2 separate regions of the Macaca mulatta genome follow, and region 2 is linked to region 1. A link is a contact called in public Hi-C data. All regions are on one chromosome and are shown on one strand. Each heading gives the region's core, a stretch centred on a gene start, on an enhancer-like site or on the middle of the called end of the contact. The rest is flanking DNA. Distances are from core to core; before and after follow the strand shown. Region 1 holds the start of KIF14 (kinesin family member 14). Region 2 holds the start of DDX59 (DEAD-box helicase 59).

Region 1 (4,591 bases), core at 1,288-3,787:
GTCACTAGAAATGTATACTTTAGACCAGGTACGGTGGCTCACGCCTGTAATCTCAGGTCTTTGGAAGGCTGAAGCGGGTGGATCCTTTGAGCCCAGGAGTTCTAGACCAGCCTGAGCAACATGGCAAAAACCCTTTCTCTACAAAATATAAAAAAAAAAATTAGCCGAGGTGGCGCGTGCCTGTAATCCCAGCTACTTGGGAGGCTGAGGCTGAGGCTGAGGCGGGAAGATCACTTGAGGCCAGGCTGTTGAGGCTGCAGTGGCCTGAGATCACGACACTGCACTCCAGCCTAAGTGACAGAGTGAGATTCTATGTTTTTTTTTTTAAAAAAAAAAAAAAGAGAGAAAAGAAAAGAAATGAATACTTTTAAATTTTGGTGCAAATCACCAGCACCAAAATTATAATTTTTAAAAGCTTGTAGCTAATTCTTTTTTAAAGTTACACTCAATGGTCAGGTGTTTGCATTTCATTTTTATATAAATTATTTTTTTATGTATGTGAATTCTTTTTTCTTTCTTTCTTTCTTTTTTTTTTGAGATAGTCTTGCTGTGTTGCCCAGGCTGGAGTGCAATGGTGTGATCTCGGCTTACTGCAACCTCTGCCTCCGGGGTTCAAGCGATTCTCCTGCCTCAGTCTCCCAAGTAGCTTGAATTACAGGCAGGTGCCACCACACCCAGCTAATTTTTGTATTTTTAGTGAAGATGGGGTTTCGCCATGTTGGCCAGGCTGGTCTTGAACTCCTGACCTCAGGTGATCCACCCGCTTCAGCATCCCAAAGTGCTGAGATTACAAGCGTGAGCCACTGCACCCGGCCCTTAATTCTTTTTTGTGTGAAATACCTTTGCCCATTTTCATAGTCCATTTTAAAAAATTCTATTTATGAGCCTAGTTTCCTTTTAAAATGGAAAAAGGTCTTTATATTTTCTGTCATGTTTAATATATATTTCCAGTTACCTTACATTTTAATTATTTTGAATTATACATATGTTTAAAATTTTTATGTATTTGAGTTTGTCTTTGATGTATCTTGCTTTGTTTCTAAATTGAATGATCATTTTCCCATATATGGGATACTTTTTTTTTTTTTTTTTTTTTTTGAGACGGAGTTTCGCTCTTGTCCCCCAGGCTGGAATGCAATGGTGCGATCTTGGCTCACTGCAACCTCCACCCCCCGGTTCACGCAATTCTCGTGCCTCAGCCTCCCGAGTAACCGGGATTACAGGTGCCCGCCACTTCCTGGCTAATTTTTGTATTTTTAGGAGACACGGGATTTCACCATGTTGGCCAGGCTGGTTTTAAACTCCTGACTGCAAGTGATCTGGCCACCTTGGCCTCCCAAAGTGCTAAGATTACAGGCGTGAGCCACCGCACCTGGCCCTGATAAATATTGTATTCTATTTTCTGATAGTTTCCTTATACCTTAATTTTAATTGGATTTTAGAATGATTTTTAGAGTAAGTTTTAGAATGACTACTTTATCATCTGCTTGGTTTGTCTATATAATTGGAGCTACTTATGGTCTCTATCTCAGTGAATACTTCTCCAATATCTCTGTACTTTTTGCCTGTTTGAAAAACATTGTTGCTTTACAATATCTATTTATCTAGTCTTTCTCATTTATTTGGTTATTTTTCAGAATGCATTTGTAGTTTTTTTTCAGATTTCAAAATCTTACGGGGGCCTGGGCGGCGCAGTGGCTCACCCTGGCAGATTACAAGGTCAGGAATTCGAGACCAGCCTGGCCAATATGGTGAAACCCCGTCTCTACTAAAAATACAAAAATTAGCCGGGCGTGGTGGCACGTGCCTGTAATCCCAGCTACTTGGGAGGCTGAGGCAGGAGAATTGCTTGAACCCGGGAGGTGGAGGTTGCAGGGGCCACTGCACTCCAGCCTGGGCAACACAGCGAGACTCCGTCTCAAAAAACAAAAAACAAAAAACGGGAACTTTTACTGAAACGGAGTTACACTGTATGGCGGCAAGAACTTTCGAGTTCTAGTTATGCCACTGCTAATTGTCTGATCTTTCACAAGTTTAACTCTAAACCTCAGTTCCTCGTCTGTAAACTAGGGATAACATTAATATTTATTATTACAAGATTTTCAGGACTGAGTGTTTAAAAATTCATATAAGACATTTAGCATATTTCCTACTTGAACGCCTGGCGTAGGAAACACTAGAAAATTTAATTATTATGATTAACATGGGGGTAAATATCCATTTACAATGTGAAGACTTCGATGTAATGGCTTCTTTTAGATTAAAGATCGACAAGAGTGTCACTGTCGTGCTTTTCGTTTAACACCCACTTCAACGAGGTGCCCGCTGCGCCCGCGACCGCCGCCCCTTCCACCGGTCGGATTTAAAGCGGACCAAGCTCCACGCTTTAGCAGAACCCGAGGAGCGGCGGGAGCGTCGCCTGGGAGATGAGGGTAGGGCGAGTCTAGCACTCAGGGACGGAAACGAAAGCCCAACAACCGGCACTTCCGGGGGGCGGGAGGAAACGAAGGCGCGGCACCCGACGCAACGCCCAGCAGCCAATCAGAAGGCGGGGCGCCCATTCAAATTGCGGCCTTCTGGGGAGCCGGCGCTGGAGGTGGTGAGTGGCGTGGGGACTGTCTTGAGGGGGTTCCCCAGGGTGTCGGACTCTGCGGAGGGGTGAAGTTTCGGCACTGGGGAGGGCGTGCGGACGCTTTCCGTGCAGGCGACCGCTGCGCTGCGTGCGGGTGGTCTTAGCTCCGTTCCCCCGTTCAATTCCTCACAATTCCAGGTCGGCGGCAAAGGGGTCCCCGAACGAAGGGCGCAGGAGAGCGCCCTTCTCTCTGTCTTCGTGTTCGCCCTTCTCTTCGTCTCTGCTGGGACCGAGAAGGCGGACTTCATGGCCGCTGGGCCCGCGGGCTTCTCCCCGAGTCTCCCCGAGTCGGTTGGCATTAAGAGGTAATTCTTAGTCATAGCCCCTAGTAATGACTAGCAGAGAAAGAACACAACCACCGGATGTTTTGGTTTGGATTCCTTGTATTCCTTCCAGTGCTCTTTAAAATCTGATGGCGAAACTCCTCAATTTGTGCAAATCGCAAATGGTTTTTAGTTGCAAGAGAATTTACAGAATCTTTTATTTTTGCCCTTAAATTCATTTCATAACAGGAGAATTTTGTATTTTGAGTTGAAACGTTGATGGGAGATGCTTATAACCTGACGAATTTTTTTTTTGTAACGACTGTTATTTATGTAAACATTTAAAAGCCTCATTTAAAAATTACCTTCCATTAATTTGTTCCTCGATAGCAATAATCTTTGCAACAGTTTGAACCAGTGTCATTTGACAGGTTAGAACCCGGCATGCAAATTTAAAGTCTTGTTTACATCCTTGTAAGGAGTTGGATACTAAATTGACTAAAAGCCAGGTCTCTTAGCTGTCACTGCTGTTCCCTTTCTTTAAAACGTTAATACCTGATAGATATTGTTGCTGTATATTTACATACACCTCTGTATAATTTGTGTTACTGCTAAAGGGCGGGTTGTCTGTTTATCTAATCTTGCATGGTTTTTCTCAACACAATTAATTTACAGTTCTTATTGTACTTACTGCCTGTGGTACTTGGGAATAATCTGCCTCCTGACACCAATCAATTTAATCTTCTCTGTAGGCATTCCTGTATTCAACATACATGGGCTGGGCGCAGTGGCACACACCTGTAATCCCAGCACTTTGGGAGGCCGAGGTGGGTGGATCACAAGGTCAAGAAATCGAGACCATCCTGGCCAACAAAAATTAGCTGGGCGTGGTGGTGGGTGCCTGTATGGTCCCAGCTCCTTGGGAGGCTGAGGCAGGAGAATTGCTTGAATACGAGAGGTGGAGGTTGCAGCAAGGCAAGGTCCCGCCACTGCACTCCAGCCTGGCGACAGAGCAAGACTCCGTCCAAATATATATATATATATATATATTTTATACAAATAAAATAAACCTTCTTATGGAACATTGGTGGAAAAAAAAATACTTTGTAGCAGGTATTTATAAAAATACTTTGCTCCACACTCTGATTTAGGTGCTAGGGTTTCCTTTAGTCCTTCCCACTCCCCAAGCTGGGAGTACTTGAAAATCTATGTTGACATGCACTTTTTACATCTCCTAAGTCACTTGACACATTTGGCCTGATATATGGCTTATCAGTATATTTATTCTAGACTAAAGAAATGGGAATTGTATTCTTGTCTTTGAAGTCTACACTATCTATCAGAGGGCCTGGCACTAGTGGAAAGTTAGTCAATATTTGTTGAATAATGATGGCAAGTTCTCTGAGAGACTTGCCTGAAGTTGCTTGGAAGCAGTATCTGAGCTGCAGATTGTGATCTATTGTAATATATGCCTCTGGGAATTTACTTACACAATGGGATGTTCTCTATATATTTTTGAAGCTTGTTTGTAGTCTATGTAATCTAAATCTTTTTTTTTTTTTCTTTCAGTTTAGCAGATATTTTCAGAAACGGATACATAAGAAATGGCTGGAAATCAAATGAATGTCCAAAGAAGAGCTTAGGGTCTTATTCATTTTTAAAATAACTGTCATTATTCTTTTTTAAAATAACTGCC
Region 2 (4,650 bases), core at 991-3,490, 55 kb before region 1:
CTGAGGTGGGAGCCTCACTTGAGCCCGGGAGGTGGTTGCAATGAGCCGAGATTGCACCACTGCACTCCAGCCTGGGTGACAGAGTGAGACCTTGTCTCAAAAAACAAACAACCTCAATTGGAACATTTTTCTGTGAGTATAAAAGAGAGTATCATTGTCTTTGGAGACATATGCTACAACGTACTCCCAAATGGTTCAGAAAAAAAAAAAAATATATATATATATAGTATACATATTTTTTATATATCGTATCTCCTACACACAAATATAGCAAACTGTGAACCTATGTGATGGGCATACAGGAGTTCATTAATCCTGAAACTTTTTGATAAGGTTGATTTTTTTTCAAAATAAGTAAAAAAAATTTTTTTTTATTTTAAAACGCACACTATAAACAGAAAGATATCTGCAACACACACAATTAACAAGATTGTTATTCATTATATATACATATATACGTTATATATACACTTATATATGTATACACACACACACCCCCTTAGAAGGGGAAGAGAAAACATGAAGGAATAATCAACATATTTCAAAGTGCTCAACCTTATCAGTAATTACGAAATGCAAATGAAGACAAAAACATGGTATTTATTCTGGGTAGACTAGCAAAAACTAAGAAGTGTGAAAATAACGAGGATTAGAGAGAATTGTGGTCGGTACTGGCGGCCGTACAGATTGGTACAACCACTTTGAAAACAATTCTGCATTATCTTTGAAAGCTGAACAGCCCCCATAGCCTCTGATGCCGTAGTGCTGCTCCTAGGTTCAAATTAGAGTCCAGCGCAAGTACAGAAGGTGAACAAGAATGCTCCTACTAGCCCTGTTAGTAATTACTAGGGGCAGATTCAGGTTTTGTGGGGTATGAGCTTATATAATTGGAGAAGAGTGAGGCTTTTAAAGAAAAAGATTCAGAATTATGAATAAAAATTAGGTTCAAAAGTGAATATTTTTTATAATGGCAAAAGAAATTACAACAATTACAAATTTCACAAAACCCAGGAAAAGAGTTCTGTCATAGGTATGTGACCTACAAACTTGGGAAGTTGATACATTTAGTCTGTGTGATTCCTATCAAAAAAGAAAATACTTAAAGCGCATTTATAATCCTACCGGCTACAGTATTGAATACATTCCCAACAGGAGAAAACTTCCTTTTGACTGGGCAGTAAGAAATAAATGTTCTGTTAATACACTTAACAACTTGGATGAATCAAAAAAACAAATGTTGAGCGATAAAAAGCAATTCCAGGCTATATATAATTTTATAAAGCTCAAAAAGAAAAATACACGAATACACAGTTAGGAATGCATCCAAATATGATAAAACCACTAAAAATGACAAAGAGGGACAAAACGGAAGATGGTGGTGAGCTAAGAGGCCAGGAGTAGAATCCTGGAGATGCATGGATACATGCTAAATACTGATAACGTGGTGGAGTGATACTTTCATTAGTATACTTTACATTTTACATATTTGGTAAATAGCTATTTTGTATGTATCGAATATTACATCGAAAATATTTACTTAAGGCACCTGAATGTAAGCTGGCTTCCCTCCTTCCTCTCCCGTGCTGTCTCCTTTCCCCCATCACTTCTCAACTACAAACTGCTTGGGACACGTGGCTCCAGAGGTTGGCAAAACAGGGAAATGTCAGCCCACAAGGACCAAGAACCGTGACTTGTGTTACTTTCTTGTTGGTGTTGGGGCTGGCGGGGAGGGGTGCGGTGGTGCAGGAAATATTATCCAGCATATCAAATACGCCACATCAAGCTGACTCTGAATTTTGAGTGGCTCTACTAAAGCCAGAAAAGGGTTTTTGAGCCCAACGGGAAGAAGCGCCCCTCCCTTTTACACTCACACTTCCCACTTTCTAAGGGTGCCAGGCCCCGCGCCGCCCTGCTGCTTCTTTGCTTACGTTCCGACTCTTAACCACCAATCCCAGCCTACTCCATTACGTAAATTATTCCAAGGATTCCCAAATGTGCCCCTCCGTCCAGAACCCGCCCAATCCCGACCGGTTCCGAGATTTACCGCCAGCCCAGAGCCGGGCGGGGGCGTGAAAACGCGAGGAGCCTTCCCGCCCCTCTCCTCATCCCTCCCTCCCAAGCCACTGCCGGCTCCCAGCCGAGCTCCGCCCCCATGGTGGCCCCGCCTCCCCACCGCCCGGAAAGCGGGCTGCGGCCCCCTCCCAAAACCCGGAGAAGTGGATTGTGCGCTCCGCTCCGCACCACCAGTCCCGGGCCGCCGTCCTGACCAGCGGGTCAGGGCTTGCCGGGCGGAAGCCTGGCCTGGAGCCTGGAAGGGGGAGCCGGCCCCGAGCGGGAGCGGACGCGGCCTCAGGCCTGCGCTGGTGAGCGTGCCCCGGAAGCCCGGGCCCCTGGCCGTCCTGCTGCCCTTTCTCCTGGAGCCCGGCCGCTAGGCCGCGGAGGGAGAACGGGTGCCTCTGCGCTGCCCCCCCCCCCGCCCCGTCCTTACAGTTCCCCGTGTCCCAGGCCTCTACCCGGAACCGGAGCCCCGCCCGTCTCTCAGCAGCTCCATGACGTGAAGCGCCTCGGGGTGCGGTGCCGCCGGGCGTGGGTGGGAGGCAACGCCCGAGAGGAGGGCCCGCCAATGTGCGGGGATGCGGGGGGCGTTGGCGAGATTTGCAGGCTGCGCCGCTGCCCGCCCTCCCGGCATGAGCCCGTTCCCTTTCGCCATTGGAAGACTTTTGAGTTCCAAGCTTTTTCCTGCTCGCATAGAGCCGTGCCTGCGCTGCCCGCCACCCCACGTACAGTTGCATTTCTGTTGGAATTTTTCTGGAAGTTGGAATCTGGCAGTTTAAACAAAGAATTTTTGTAAGAAAAACATTTGTTAGGATATTTGATAGTCCCCAGATTAGGTTAAAAGTCTTCTTCCCAATCACTGTAATTTTGCAGATATGTTTTTGGTGTAAATGGGTATAGATCGGGGTTGATGAAAAGAATCAAACTCAGAAAAATATTTGAAGAGATTTATTTTGAGCTAAATACAAGCGACCATGGCCAGTGACAGTCCTCAGGAGGTCCTGAGAACATGTGCCCAAGGCAGTTGGGGTACAGCTTGGTTTTATGTATTTTAGGAAGGCATGAGACATCAATCAAATACATTTAAGAAATACATTGGTTTGGTTTAGAAAGGCAACTCAAAGCCGGGGCTTCCAGGCTATAGGTAAATGTAAACATTATCTGGTTGATGGTTGAGGTTATTAAAAGGAATGTTCAGGCTGAAGATAAAGGATTGTGGATACCAAGTTTTATTGTGCAGAGGAAGCTCTTAGATAGCAGACTTTAGAGAGAGCAGGTTGTAAATTGTTTTATATTGGACTTAAAAGGGTTCCTGGCTCTTAGTTGATTATCTCCTGGATCTGGGAAGGAAGGAAGGAAGGAAAACAAAGCGGGGAAGGGAATTCTCTATAAAATGGGGATTTTTCCTACAGGAGACTTTGCAGGGCAATTTTAAGGTATGGCAAGGAAATATATTTTGGGGTAAAACATTTTTATTTTCTTCCTTGTTATGCCAGAGTCAGATTGGAAAGTCAGTCACTGTGTATTGGCTTAAATAAAACCCATCTGATAAGAATTTATGGTTTATAGGACATGACTCTCCAGACCCCTTAGAAAGGAATTCGGGTAAGATAAAAAATTAGAGCTTAGTCCTCATATGGTTGAGAGCTTGTGCTCTGGATCCAGAGTGCCAGGGCTGTAACACTTAAGAATTGTGCAAGCACGACTGGCGCGGTGGCTCACGCCTGTAGCACTTTGGGAGGCCGAGGCGGGCAGATCACAAGGTCAGGAGATTGAGACCATCCTGGCTAACACGGTGAAACCCCGTCTCTACTAAAAATACAAAAAATTAGCGGGGCGTGGTGGCGGGCGCCTATAGTCCCAGCTACTCCGGAGGCTGAGGCAGGAGAATGGCGTAAACCCGGGAGGCGGAGCTTGCAGTGATCCGAGGTCGAGCCACTGCACTCCAGCCTGGGCGACAGAGCGAGACTCCGTCTCAAAAAAAAAAAAAAAAAAAAATTGTGCGAGCCTGGACAAACCACTTAAGTGGCTCAGTTTCTTCTAAGTGTATATAATGTGTTTTATACACACACGATTTTTCATTATGCTATGTTATGTATATTACTATATTTTTCCATTATGCTATATGTATATTAATCTATGTAATCTACATAGTATAGCATAATGAAAAAATATCTGTGCATATATATTAGGTAATGCTAACCGCTTTACATGGTGGTTGTGAAGATTAGGTGAAGCATTGTGCTTGGCATATAATAACACTGAGTGTTATGAAAATAGCATTTTCTCTGTGATTTGTGGTTTTGATTTTAAAGATTTTAATTGCGAAGTATTTCTCCTGTTTTCTTTTTTGATGCTATAATAGAAGGATTTACCCCAGAATTTCTATAATATCTGATACTTAAAAGTGCAAATAATCAGTAAACGGAAATAGACCATGTGTACAAGGCTATGTTGAGCAGTGTGCAGTGTTTCAACACTGCTGTGTGTGAGGAAGAGGACTCCATCTCTTCATCAGTGGAAGCTGGCGAACGGAAGAAAAGCTTGATATAAAGAGTGTCATGATGTCCACTGTTCCTTTCAGGCATAGCCGCA

The links. A called contact is a pair of places that touch in the nucleus more often than the background predicts.
Region 2: a Hi-C map of fetal cortex germinal zone shows a contact between it and region 1, with 3 times the contacts expected there. The contact joins the promoter of DDX59 here to the promoter of KIF14 in region 1. A contact is called at or near these places in 3 of 14 Hi-C or Micro-C datasets (cortical neurons, fetal cortex germinal zone and fetal cortical plate).

What each region holds. Positions count from the first base shown.
Region 1 is chr1:58,265,627-58,270,217 of T2T-MMU8v2.0, reverse strand. KIF14 (kinesin family member 14) reads left to right here and starts at 2,537. Exons shown (of 32, transcript XM_028851869.2): 1 at 2,537-2,599; 2 at 2,771-2,937; 3 at 3,648-3,722; 4 at 4,465-4,591.
Region 2 is chr1:58,320,049-58,324,698 of T2T-MMU8v2.0, reverse strand. It overlaps DDX59 (DEAD-box helicase 59), which reads left to right and starts at 2,240. Exons shown (of 8, transcript XR_013417408.1): 1 at 2,240-2,363. LOC144340888 (a long non-coding RNA gene) reads right to left here and starts at 1,728. Exons shown (of 4, transcript XR_013417429.1): 1 at 1,547-1,728.